Linked DNA regions of Mus musculus: regions 2 and 3 are each linked to region 1. Evidence: chromatin contacts called from public promoter capture Hi-C data. All regions are on one chromosome and are shown on one strand. Each heading gives the region's core, a stretch centred on a gene start, on an enhancer-like site or on the middle of the called end of the contact. The rest is flanking DNA. Distances are from core to core; before and after follow the strand shown.

Region 1 (4,733 bases), core at 145-2,644:
CCAGTGGACATGTCTGTCCCTCTCCTTTATTTATTTATTTATTTATTTATTTATTTATTTATTTATTTATTTATTTATTATTTAATTCACTTTACATCCTGATCACAGCCCACATCCTCTAGATCCAATCCCACCCTTACAAGTACCCCCCCATTGTCCCCCTCCCCTTCTCCTCAGAAAAGGGGAGCCCCCACTTGGGTACCACCATTTTCTAAGAATGTCACCTTGTCCTTTGGGCTTCAGTCTGTTCATTTCCATGGCAGGCTGGCCGGCCCTGCTATCAATCACAGGAGGCTGGGACAGGCAGCCCGCCCCTGCTCCCCACACCTATCTCCAGGACCCCATCTGGCTGGGAAGGAGGCTGGAGGTGATGCTCTCATGGGGCCCCAACTAATGGGAGGCAGCCTCTTTTGAAATACCAAATGCCCCAGGGAGATGCATGGGGATACCAAGGGGCTCTGGGGGGCAGAATGGGGCACGGCTGCATCCCTTTCCCTGCCAGGGGAGTCAGGGGGAAGAACTGCTTGGTGGTGGGCAGGGGTGGGCAGGCAGGAAGATGGATACCTCTGGGAAGAGCTTTCTGGTCCTTGTATGTCAAGGTTGCTTAGGCTGCAAACCTCATGCTTAGAGTAGGCTAGCATGACCCTTCGAGGTCATGGTGCTGCTGATGGTATGCTGCCTTTTGTATGAAGCCCCTAATAGTTAGGTACCACTACCAGTTCATTCTTTGTATCTGGAGGCTGAAGCCCAGAGAGGTTACTAAATGTGGCTAGGCCACACAGCACCTTCCAGGTGTCTGAGCTCAGAACTTGCACTCTGAACCTCTAGGCTCTCCTGTTTTTCCATTGTGAGCACAGGCGGCACCTTGTCCACCCTCCCATTTCCTTTCCTCATTTAGTAGTTGGTCACGTGGGTCCCCTGTCCCCACATGTGTTGCACAGGAACCCTGTGTTATTTTGCTTCTTGTGGCTTCAGCACCTTACCCTGGTGTAAGGCAGGAGTCCAGAGAGGAACTGGTGATGGGGCTGCGGTGGATCCCTTCGTTCTTTTAGCACTTGTAGACTTAGAGGGTGGCTTTATGGAGGTCAGATGGGATCCTCCACACTTGGGCCTGCCTACACTGCCCACTGGGTGCTGGCTCTATTGCAATGTGGCATAGGATCTGCACGCCTGCCCTGCAAGATGCTGAGCAGTGCTCAGCCTGTGAGGAGGTACCTTACACCCCCGCAGTAACAGGCTAGGGCAGCCCTGGGGAAGCCAGGTGGGAGGGACCAAGTGGTCTTCCTGGAGGAGTTGGCTAAGTGGATGTGCTATGAGGTGGGTGATGGGCAGCATTTTCAGGCCACTCAGACTCAATGATGAAAGGGCGGGGCTTATTTGGGGAAGCAAAATCAGTCAAAACCCACAGCCACCAGGAAGACCCAAGAAGTTGCCGAGAGAGTTTTGGGCTGGGGTAAGCGAGGGGTTTGGGGTTCTTGGTGTTCTGGCCAGGTACAAGGGTCCCTGGAAAATTGTCCTCAAGGGAGGCCAGGGTTTAAGGAGCAGGGCCTGCTGGGACAAAGGCTCCATGTGTGAACCTCTAGTGTCCAGTCTACAGCCTAAGCTCTGGAAGGCTGAAGTTTGGGGAGACCAAAGGAGGGTACCCATGCTTCACATAGCTATGGAAAGGGCCTCTGAGTCCAGGGCCGGTCTAACTTTGGAGGTGAGACAGTGGTTTAGGTGACACAGGGGTTGCTTTCCCTGAAGGCTTTTCCCTCTCAGGCCTGTCCCTCCCCCGTTACAGACAGGTCCTATTGACCTTATAGGGCTCTCAGGAAGCCTGGGAAGAGAGTCCTTCAGGACCTTGGGCTAGGGAGGCCTTTCTACAGCGAGTGCTTGCTGTGTGGGCTGTTGAGACTTCTGAGGTGGGTAGTAGCCTCAAGCTTGCTGTTGGGACAGAGGCCTTGCTGGACTCCCTAGGTGGCCTACTGGGTTCTGGTGGGGCAGGCTGCTCACTTCTACCTATCAGTCCTTTGCTGGAAAAGCAGGACAGCTCAGGAACCCTGGAGTGACCAGGCCAGGAGAGGGCGAGGAAATGCCTGGGCCGTTGGAGCTATGCAGAGGGAGGTGGAGCTGAACTGTTTTTTGAATTTTGTTCTCTGCCCAGTGTGGCCTGGAAACTGAGGCACATGGTCACACTCTGGCACTAGGAGTTATCTTCTTGCCTCCTTTCCCCAGGGAAGAAGATGTCTCTACCTGGAAGCTCCCAGGAGACAGCTGTGGAGCCCACGAGAGCCACAGGGCCTTGACCTCATCTCTTCCCACCATCCAAGAGGGCAAAGTCAGGTTGGTCCCTGTTAGGTCTCTCCACCCTGGTAGTGGGGCCCCTGACTGCCAGAAAGGGGGAGGTGTCACCATGGCTTGGGGAGACTTCCTGGGGGAGGAGTTCTAAGCTGGGTCTGGGAGACTCCAAAGCTAGCATTTCCTAAAGGAAGTTCATTATTGCAGTGCAGAGAGAGGCCCCTTAACCAGTAGCGGGTCTCCTGTAAGTCAGAGGTTCTCAACCTGTGGGTCACAACCTTTTTGGCAAGCCTCTACCTCTAAAAATATTTACATTATGATTCATAGCAGCAGCAGAATTACAGTTATGAAGTAGCAGTAAAAATAATTTTATGGTTGGGGGGTCACCATGACATGAGGAGCTGTATGTATTAAAGGGTCGCAGTGTTAGGAGGGTTGAGGCCCACAGCTGTTGAATGCTGACTTGTTCATATGTATTATAGGGGCTTTAAACGGGAGAGGAGAGACGACTCAGCACTCCTCGTGATAAGGCCCTGTGGATGTGTGGCTAGCTTGCTCTGTCCTGTGCGTCAAGGAATGCAGGTGCAAAGGTAAGAATGAGCCTGGGGTCTGGAGAGATGGCTCAGTGGTTAGGAACACTTGTTGGCTCTAGCAGAGGACCTGCATTTGGTTCCCAGCACCCACATGGTGGTTCACAACCATCTATAACTCCATTCTAGGAGATCTGACACCTGACCTATGAAGGCACCACATGCCATGGTACACATACATATATTCTCGGGCAAAACGCACACATAAAATAACATTAACTAGTTGGAGATAGAGAGATGGCTCAGGTGGTAAGGGGCACTGGCTGCTCTTCCAGAGGACCCAGATTCAATTCCCAGCAGCCACCTGGCATCTCACAACCATCTGTAGGTCAAGTTCTAGAATATCAGGTGCCCTTTCCTGGCCTCCTCAGGGGAGGCATACATATGGTGCATACTACATGAAGGCCAAATACCCATATGCATCGCGTAAAAAATAGATTTTAAAAATAAAGTAATAAATCAAATTGAGAGAGAGAGAGAGACAGCCAGAATGAGAGAGAATATATTAACCTGGACCTTGGAGTGAGGCAGGCCTGAGTTTGAATCTCAGCCATTCCAGGCAGCTTTGGACTGTAGGCTAGGATGACAGAGGTGTGTGCCAAGGTTAGCAGTGGCTTCTGGAAAGCCAACCTGTTTCCCACACTGGCGGCTCTGAGGAAGGCAGACCACTTTTTCTCCTTGCCATGTCCAGAGGCCACAGAACACTTCCTGTCTGTCAGCAAGCCCGAGAGGCATAGGGCAATGTCCAGCACTGTTTGGGATGTCACCTGTCAGCTCCTCCTGCTCGTAGCAGCATCCTCAGCCTGGTCCGCAGTCACTGTATGGCTCCTTCTTTCGGGCCCAGCTGGACTAGACCCAAGATAACAGCTCTGCTGCTGCCTGGTACCCTCAAAGGCATCTTGAGGTGGTGTTCTGTCCTCCCGGAGCCGGGCCACTGAAGCTGTGGGCTTCAGACAGGATTGGGGGAGGGGCTTCTTTCAGATCACTTCTTTCCATACCTCTGGTCCTTTTTGTTGGTGTCGTAACAGTCATGTAGATGTCCTCAGTCTGTGCCAGGTGCTGGCTCAACATCTTGTCTGCATGACCCCACGGAGCCCTCTCAAAACCTTATGGTCAGACTGTTCTTCTCCATTTCCAAAAGAGGAAACTGAGGCATGGAGCAGTCATGCAGCCATATCCAATAGAGCCAGGAGTCACTTTTTCAATTAAAAATTAAAACTGTTCTTAATTGCGCAGGCAATATGGCAATAGAAAGACTAAGAACTGAGACTTAGCCGTTAGGACCAGAGAAGATTTTGGCAGGGGGCAGGGTTGGGTGTGTGTGTTTCGGTTTAGTGTGCATCTACCAGGCATGACGTTGGCCCTGTGGAAGTTTCCCGGAAGCGACACACACCATGGGCATCTGCATGCGTTCTACCACAAAGATGTGTTATATCAGCCCTGAGTGGGAGACACACTTTCAGGCGTTTGTTGTCACCAACCATGGGACTCGGAATCTTGTATGGGTCCCTCCCACCCCCACACACATGCAAGAGTGTGTACACCATCAATTATAGCAGTAGATTTGCTAAGTCTAAGGTGTCTGTGTGTACTGACACACATTCCTGCCAGGAGTAAATGTGAGGGCCCATTTCACAGACTTTATAGAGTAAGTTCATCTTTGCCAGTCACACAGATAAAATAGTTTCTCATGGTAGTTTTAACTTGCATTTTGTATAGGTGATGTCATATTTTTTTCCAAATGTTTAAAAGCTTTTAGGGTTGGCTTTTCTCTGTCCTTCCTGTTTGTGATCTTGCCTTGCTCTTAGTCCTTTTAATTTGAAGCCTCATTTATGAAGGGCATTAGCTTCCTCAGATGTGAGC
Region 2 (4,090 bases), core at 1,010-3,509, 180 kb before region 1:
GGGACAGATCTGGACCAGTCTGATCTATAGAGCAAGATTCTAGACAGCCAAGGCTACACAGAGAAACCCTGTCTTGAAGAAAAAACAAAAACCAAAAAGACAGAGTTCACTGTGTAGTCTTGCTAGCCTGGAGCTCCCTGGGTAAATCTGCCTGCCTCTGCCTCCTGAGTGCTGGGACTTAACGTTTGTACCACCACACTCAGCTGCCTCTGTTCTTAAAAGAAATGGCGCCGGGTGGTGGTGGCGCACGCCTTTAATTACTTTAAGCACTTGGGAGGCAGAGGCAGGTGGATTTCTGAGTTCCAGGACAGCCAGGGCTACACAGAGAAACCCTGTCTCAAAAAAAAAAAAAAAAAAAAAAAAAAAAGTAATGGCTATGGGCAAGGGTGTAGTGTAGCATTCCTTTAATCCCAGCAAAGGCAAGAAAATCTCTGTGAACTCAAAACCTACCTGGTCAACATAGAGAGTTACAAAACAGCCAGGAATATGTCTGACCCTGGCTCAAAACATCAAGATGTCATCATCTAATAAGTATATTTTATAACTCATAGGTTTTGATCCATAACATTAAAAATTCATCTCGAAGCTGGGCATGATGGTACCATGCTTTTAATCCCAGCACTGCAGGTAGGTCTCTGAGTTCTAGGCTAGCTTACTCTACAAAGTGAGTTCCAGGACAGTCAAGGTTGCTATACAGAGAAACCTTGTTTGGAAAAAAACATAACACACACACACACACACACACACACACACATCTTTAAGTCAGGCTTGGCAACTCACACCTGAATACTTGAAAGGCTTAAGCAGGAGGACTGCAAGTTTGAAGCCAGAATGGACCTTTGTAGCAAGTTCATGACCAGCTTAATCTACAGAGAAAAACTCCATCTCTAAAACAAACAAGTCATCGTAAAAGTTTAAATGAGATAATGCATGTAAAGGGTTTGGACCAGAGAAGGCTCCTTAATGGGAAAGTTTAGAAAGTGCTACTAGGGTAGAGGAGTCTATAAAACAAAGGAGTCAGGAGCTGATAAGTGAGTTAGGGCAAAGGTTGATTAGTAAAACACACAATGTATCAATTTTGGGAACATGGCGGTGTTGCTCAAAGACCTTCTCAGCCCTGATCTGTGTGGCTGGATCCTTTCCGTCTTCTTGGGCCTCTCAGCTCAAACTTCCTTGCAACACTTCTGGACCTCCTTCCTCCTGTCTTTAATATTGGTTGCTTTTTCCATAGAGCTACTGTTATCTGAAATCAGTTGCCTACTTTTATGTTTATTGCTCCCTGAAACCTTTCACTGTGAGGAATGCAATCTTATCTACCGTGGTCATAAATATAATGTAATATGGGACAAATACAATGCGTAGCATGTCATGCAATAAATACCTCTTGAATGAATCAATGACCACCAGGAAATAAACAGAAATAACAGGTCATTTTAATCAAATGTTAATTTTGCTAACCCTGTACATATTTTTGTTATACTTACAAAGACATACTTTGTGCATTCTTTTTTTGTTTTGTTTTGTTTTTTGTTGTTGTTTTTTGGTTTTTGTTTTTGTTTTTTTGGTTTTTTTTTTTTTGTTTGTTTGTTTTTCGAGACAGGGTTTCTCTTAGCCCTGGCTGTCCTGGAACTCACTCTGTAGACCAGGCTAGCTTCGAACTCAGAAATCCACCTGCCTCTGCCTCCCAAGTGCTGGGATTAAAGGTATGCGCCACCACCGCCCGGCACTTTGTGCATTCTTTATGACTATATTGGACGACATGAGGAGAAAATAACCAAGAAAGAAATCCTTCCTTAAGGAATTGGATATCTAAAGAAGAGAAATCAAAATCAAGGAAATCTGCTTGGGGGCGCTTCTAGTACTTACTGCTGAACATATCTCAGTTTCTCTTTAGTTCCTTGAGGGCAGGGATAGATTGGTGGTCTCTCCTTAGCAACCAAAATACTGCCCAGAAGTTAGTGGGCGCTCAATCATTGTTTTAAGAACTAAGAAAGCAACCAAGCTTAAAAATAAAGTATGCTTGGACAGAATTCAGTTCCTCCCCGAGGCAGGAGGCGGCGCCATGGCTATATCAGCCTAGCTGCTCGCTATTCTCGGCCCTTCCAGTTGAACATCTAGCGCTGGGTTCCCGAAGGCGTTTGCTGAAATTAGCCAATAGAAAACTAGTTTAGTTGAGGGGTCTGGATGAGCTACCCAATAAACTCAACGTTTCTAGAAAATGGGCGGTGCCAAACGGAGGGGCTGAAGGGAGCGGTTAGAGGTGGGAGTTGGCGCTGTCGGCGGGGCGGGGAGGGCGGGCTGCGATGAGGACCGGGCCGTGGCGGTGACCGGAGCTGCCGCCCGACATGAACTCGCTGGAACAAGCGGAAGGTAGAGTGTGTCTTCCGCCGGGTCCCGTCCCGAGGCTGAGGAGGTCGCGAGGGCGGCGTGGCGGGGACGCGGGGCGCACGGCCGCCGAGGGGTGCCGCCTTCCCCCCCCGCAGGGGCTCGGGGGCCCCCCCGTCTCAGTGACGAGCCCTTGCGAGTTATAGAGTGCGAATTCATTTTCTGTTTGACAACCTAACGAACCGTAACCCTAATTTCTTCCTTGGCTTCTGTAATTGCCGGAATTTAGATGTACTCTTGGCCTTTCAAAGTTTTGTTTTATTTTGATTTTTTAAAAAACACCTCTGTGGGAATAACACCCTACTTCATTCAGAGGTACGCTCTGCCACAGCACAAGGCGTAGGCGCTGCTGCTGGCCGGACGTTCACCGGCGACCCATTCCTAGGAGGATAAGGGAGTATGTTTGTACAGCCCGTTATCTGTGTATGGAAGTCTAGTAAGCCCATACTACATAGCCATCAATTAATGATAAGAGCTAGGGCCGGAATCGGATAATTGCAGTCAATTAGACCTCATGGATTTTGATGTTTCAACAGGAAGTTCTTGGTTCCACAGAATTAGAATTAAGCTGGAGTTTGGTCCATTTATTTGTAAACACCCTCCACCGCACCCCCCAGTTTTAGCTTTTGACTCTTGGCTGAAGTTGCTGCTGGTCTTCCAGCATACCAGTTTTCAAGCTTCTAAAAGTAGACCAACTGGTTTCCAGAAATTGGGATGAACGAAAAATGATGTTTTTGTTGTGTACTTAAAATTGTTATTATATAAGCAAACGGTGCGTGACACAAGTAATTTGATGTGCAAGACCTGTTGGAGTTTGTCGATCTAAAATTTCATTTTATCAAATTTCATTTCGGACTAGAAAGAGCAGATAGAGAACTGAATTCTCTTTACCTAGATCTCAAGGCTTTCGAAAGAAGACTTACTGAATATATTCATTGCTTGCAACCTGCCACTGGACGTTGGAGAAGTAAGTTGCTGAATGCTTTCTAAGGGAAAATAAAGTGTGGTTGATAGCTTTATTCCTAAGTAGGAACGACTCCCTTTCTTTAAAACTTTTGACTAGTAAATCCTTGTTTTACTAAGCTATAAGATTTCTGAGTTTAGACAACTTTTTTTGTTTTTGTTTTTGTTTTTTGTTGTTGTTGTTGTTGTTGTTTTTCCAGACAGGGTTTCTCTGTATAGCCCTGGCTGTCCTGGAACTCGCTCTGTAGACCAGGCTGGCCTCGAACTCAGAAATCCACCTGCCTCTGCCTCTGCCTCCTGAGTGCTGGGATTAAAGGCGTGAGCCACCAAGCCTGGCTAGACAACTTTTAAATGTATTACTTAGTGCTGTTGACAACGTATTACACAGAAGTACTTAAGAAAATTATGAGCTGGCAAGATAGCTCTGGTGTATGCCGTTCAAGCCTATATCCCTCAGTTGCATCTTCAGAAGCCATTTAAAGGGGAAGGAGAGGGCAGACTCCACAAACTTCTCTTCTGACCTTCACATTTGTGCTGTGCTATGACATGCATGCCTATATATACCATGCAGCTACACACACACACTAAATAATTTTTTAAAGAAAAAGGAAATTATAACTGGCTACCCTAAAAGGAGAGACTATTTTATATGGTTGAATTGTTATTTTTTATGAAAATACATATTTTTTAATTTTAAGTGCATGCCTGTTGCCTGCAGAGTCCAGAAGAGGGTACCTTATAT
Region 3 (4,120 bases), core at 1,617-4,116, 230 kb after region 1:
GTCTTTGCTTTTATCTCTTTTTGAACTGCAAAGAGACATTCCCAAGGGGCAGAGGGGATACTGTTTTCTCATGAAAGAAGAAAGCCATGACAGGTTTAAGGAAGTAACCAACGTTCTAAGCTCTGTGAGAAAGGGTTTTGCTTTGATTTCGAAGCCCCTGGCACTGGTGTGGGTGTGGGTGAGAAAGACAAGCAGGGACCCCACAGGAACTCCACTTCTATAGCAGACACTCTGCGGGATGTTCCCTGTCAGCTCGGGACCTGTGACCTCGGCCACTCTCGTCTAGTCTCAGGGTCTTCTCTTCCATTCCCACACAGTTCGCATGCTTTACCACTACACCCTAGACATCTGGGCCATGTGATTCTGGGGGTGTCCTGGGTACAGTCGGTGTTTAGCAGCTTGCCTGGTGTCTTGGACAATACTAACCCTTTCCTGGATGTAAGCTGCCTTCTGTCCTCTTGGGTTTCATCATGGGCACTGTTTTTCGTCTCTCTTCCACCCAGGTCATGGCGGGGGTGGGGGGTGGGGGATGGGGGCGTGGGGGGTGGGGGGAGCAGGTTTGTGCATGTGGTACTGTTCCACTTGTTCACTGAAGTGCTAGAACAATGCCTACCACACAGCTGGCACTTATTCTTTCTTTCCAGATGTTATGCTTGGAATGTGCTGGAAACCTGGGGTAGTGAAATGCACGTCAGCAAAGCAACTTGGTTCTCAACTAGATCATGAATCAGCTGCATGATGGGTAACTCCTTGGGCAGGTAACCCTACTTCTCTGAGGCTACCTAGCAGGATCTGTCCTTTCTACAAGTACAAAAGCCTTCATTGAGGGCACAGAAATCCAACAGGCACTAAAGATGTGGCATACACAGCTGACAACAGTCCAAGTGTGGTGGCTCACACCTACAATCCCAGTCTGCAGGGAGGCTAAAGCACTAACATCGCTTCGATTCCAAGATCAGCCTGGCCTACGTGGTGAGTTCCAGGCTAACCTGGTAGAAGGTCCTTGACTCAAAACAAACAAAGAAACAGTATTATTTTGCTGTTTTGTGAGGTCCCAGCCATACTTGGATAAAGGCATGCCACATGAGATTTAGGGGTGTGCTTAGATTAGCTTTTATTTCCTCCAGACAGGGTATATAAGCAAGAAGAGGGATGAAGAATTTCAGAGGGTCACACAGCTCCGGGTTCCCTTGTCCTCTGAGACAAGGAGGTGCTCAGAGTCGTACTTCACAGCACAGCAGCCACCAGCCACATGCCAAGGTCTCTTGCAGTGTGGCTCTTCTGTTTGAGATGTGTTTCAAGTGTAATATGCACACCAGACCTTAAAGACAGTGGAAAACAAAGAACGTGACATCTTACTAAGTATTGATGTGATTTTTGCTATCTTGAGTCAAACCAACTTTGCCCTTTACTTTTAATGTGAAACTTACTTTTTTTTTTTTTTTTTTTGGTGGAGGTGTGTGTGTAGGGGATAATTTTGTAGCAGGTTGGCCATTCCTTTCACCATGTGGTCTCTGGGGATGGAACTCAGATCCTCAGGCTTGGTGGCAAGCAACTTTAGCAGCTGAGCCATCTGGATGACACACCTGTTTAACTTTTTAAAAATTGTAGCGCCTAGGGCTCAGGACATAGCTCAATCACAGTGTTTGCTTGCCTAGCACCGGCTTGTCAAAGCAGTGCTCTGGGATTGACTCCCAGATCCCTTCCCACAAAGTGCTTACTTGTAAGTCTAAAAACGACCAACCACTGTAGGTCACCTGTTTATATTGAGTATCGCAGCACAGGGGAGCAGGTTTTAAAAAAATGAGGAGAACTAAGTCTCCATTGTACAGATCATAAAACTGAGGCTGAAGCAGTGAGTCTAGCTCTAAGAGCAGAACTGGTTCTTTCCCATGCCCAGGCTCAGATACCAGGATAAGCTTAGCGCGGGGACAGCAGAGAACGTCCTTCTAAGGACCACAAAGGTATATAGTGGAAGCCTTTAAGTCGCCTTCCCCTTTGCAGAGACCTCCCCAGACAAAACAAACAGGCCCTTGGGGTCTGCAGAACTGCAGGGGGGAAGGGGGAAACGGAAACTAAGAAAGATCAAAGATCCGGCGGTTCACCGCTCCTGGCCTCATAGCTTGGCAGCTCGCCCCGATCCCAGTTGGGCACTCAGGAGCCCATGGGCGAAGAAGAGTTGCGAGTGACAAGGGGACAGCTCGGGGTTCCTGTACACTTGTTGTTAACAGGAGTGGGCCTGAACTCCCTCTAGCCAGCAAGGTGTCCAGTTGATTTCTACTGGACTCCCAAATGGGAAAAAAAAAAAAAAAAGAAAAACCCAAAAAACAAAATCAAACAAACCCAAAACCCAGAGTAGTCAAAGAAAAGGGCAGGCAGCTGAAAACAGGGATTGAGCACTGTAAGTCTGGGAAGGGACAGCACCATGGGAGAGCAGTAGACACGTATGCTAGGGCATCTGAGGTCGCCAGTTATAACCTCAGTTTCCCCACCTGTGAACTCGAGCCATCCAGTCCCACTCTGGCAGCTTCGAGGAAATGCAGAGAAGAGGGAAGTCTCAGTGTCACCAGCGAGGGCAGCGCTGTTCCACCACCCAGCGGCCAAAGCCTCCGCCCGGTCCCGACTCAGGCCCCGAGGTTCGCACGGGGGGCTTGGGGCCCAGCACACCCAAAGCCCCTCCCCATCGAGGCTCCACCCCTCCCCGCCCACAGGCCACGCCCTCTGTGGTCCCGCCCATCGGCCAGCCCCTACCCGCAGGCCCCGCCTCTACCCGCCCCGCCGCGTCCGCCTCGCCTTTGATGGGCCGCTGCCGGCCAATGGGCGCTCAGGGAGGCGCGGGGCCGCGGCGGCGGGCAGGGGGCTCGGCGCGCCCGGGCGTCAGTCCGGCCGCGGCGACGGCGGCAGGAGCGCGTCCCGGCGCCGCCTAAGGCTGCGCTCGGCGCGCGGACTGTGAGGAGGAGGCGAGCGAGGCTGGCGCGGGGTCGGCGGCCGGACGCATGGCTTAGGACGCTCCGCCGCCGCGCCCCAGCATGGGGAAACTTCACTCGAAGCCGGGTCAGTGTCCTCGCCTGCGCGCCGGCCGCGGCCCCGCGTCCTCTCGCCGGTGCTAACTCTCCCTCTCCTTTCTTTCCGGCTCCCGCCGCCGCCGCCGCGCGCGATGTGCCCGCAGCCGCCGTGTGCAAGCGCAGGGAGAGCCCGGAAGGTAGGCGTGCGGGCCACCAGCCCGGGGGGCGCGAGGGAGGCGGCGCGGACCGCCCTGCCGCTGGATCTCATTACCAGGGTTGCCTCAGCCCCCAGCCCCGCCCCGGGAGCGCTCTTTGGGGCCCCTCTGTCCCTCCTACCCGTTCCCCACAGCCCGGTGCTCCCACTGCTGACCCTAACCCCCTCCACTTTGGCGGCGGCGTCTTCCCTTCAGCTCCCCAAGATCTTGCGCCTTCCTCTAGTCGCCAGCCCCTACTCCGGAGAACTTGGTCTCTGGTCTCACTGCACCCTCTCTGCTGACCCTCATCTCTCTCCTTCGCAATCCCTGCCTCCCGCGCTCCTTCCTCTCTGATCCCCGAACTCCTTCAGTCAGGGTATATTGCCTCCTCCCTTTCACCCTCTGAATCCTCCTAGCACTTAGGATCTCGCCGAGCCCCCTTCCTTGGCTATTTCGCTCTTTTGGATTCTGCTCCGTCTGGTGCTTGACCCTCTTGCCAAGTCTTTACTCTCCGGGCTGTGCCGCCTTGTCTCCTTCCCTTCACTCTCTGGTAACTTTTTGCCAGCCGGGGGGGCCCAGACTCAATGTCTTCGTGTTCTTCCCGCCTCAGGTGACAGCTTTGCTGTAAGCGCTGCTTGGGCAAGGAAAGGCATCGAGGAGTGGATCGGGAGGCAGCGCTGTCCAGGCAGCGTCTCAGGACCCCGTCAGCTGAGATTGGCAGGCACTGTTGGTCGAGGCACTCGGGTATGGCCCCCCACTCCGTTCCATCCTTTCACCCCTTTTAGCCTTGGGGAGAGTCTGAGGATCTCCCCCTACTCCAACTTTTAGCATCCCGCTTGCACATTGTTCTAAGTCCAAAAATCCCTTCTCAGCCACTGTGTGCCCCACTAGCCCTACTTGTGCCCTATGCTTTGGAGGACC

The links. Promoter capture Hi-C pulls out the DNA fragments that hold promoters and counts their contacts. Capture Hi-C pulls out chosen DNA fragments and counts their contacts.
Region 2: a contact with region 1 is called in a promoter capture Hi-C map of fetal liver, with 2.4 times the contacts expected there. The contact joins the promoter of Cnep1r1 here to the promoter of Adcy7 in region 1. A contact is called at or near these places in 3 of 39 promoter capture datasets (fetal liver, macrophages and pre-B cells), 1 of 115 datasets of contacts at active chromatin or transcription factors (effector CD8 T cells) and 3 of 9 other capture datasets (adipose tissue, liver and pancreatic islet).
Region 3: a promoter capture Hi-C map of adipose tissue shows a contact between it and region 1. The contact joins the promoter of Nkd1 here to the promoter of Adcy7 in region 1. A contact is called at or near these places in 2 of 39 promoter capture datasets (hippocampal neurons and neural stem cells), 1 of 484 Hi-C or Micro-C datasets (nephron progenitors) and 3 of 9 other capture datasets (adipose tissue, embryonic stem cells and pancreatic islet).

What each region holds. Positions count from the first base shown.
Region 1 is chr8:88,292,810-88,297,542 of GRCm38.p6, forward strand. It overlaps Adcy7 (adenylate cyclase 7), which reads left to right and starts at 1,395. Exons shown (of 28, transcript NM_001037724.4): 1 at 1,395-1,453; 2 at 2,218-2,325; 3 at 2,763-2,870.
Region 2 is chr8:88,116,500-88,120,589 of GRCm38.p6, forward strand. It overlaps Cnep1r1 (CTD nuclear envelope phosphatase 1 regulatory subunit 1), which reads left to right and starts at 2,260. Exons shown (of 6, transcript NM_029074.3): 1 at 2,260-2,370; 2 at 3,281-3,352. The coding sequence starts at 2,346. Gm2716 (predicted gene 2716) reads right to left here and starts at 2,108. Exons shown (of 8, transcript NR_151771.1): 1 at 1,867-2,108.
Region 3 is chr8:88,518,478-88,522,597 of GRCm38.p6, forward strand. Nkd1 (naked cuticle 1) reads left to right here and starts at 2,867. Exons shown (of 10, transcript NM_027280.3): 1 at 2,867-3,054; 2 at 3,170-3,202; 3 at 3,810-3,943. The coding sequence starts at 3,030. It overlaps Gm35162 (predicted gene, 35162), which reads right to left and starts at 2,644. Exons shown (of 2, transcript NR_168470.1): 1 at 2,493-2,644; 2 at 1,094-1,321. It overlaps Gm35076 (a long non-coding RNA gene), which reads left to right. Exons shown (of 5, transcript XR_879058.3): 5 at 645-1,068.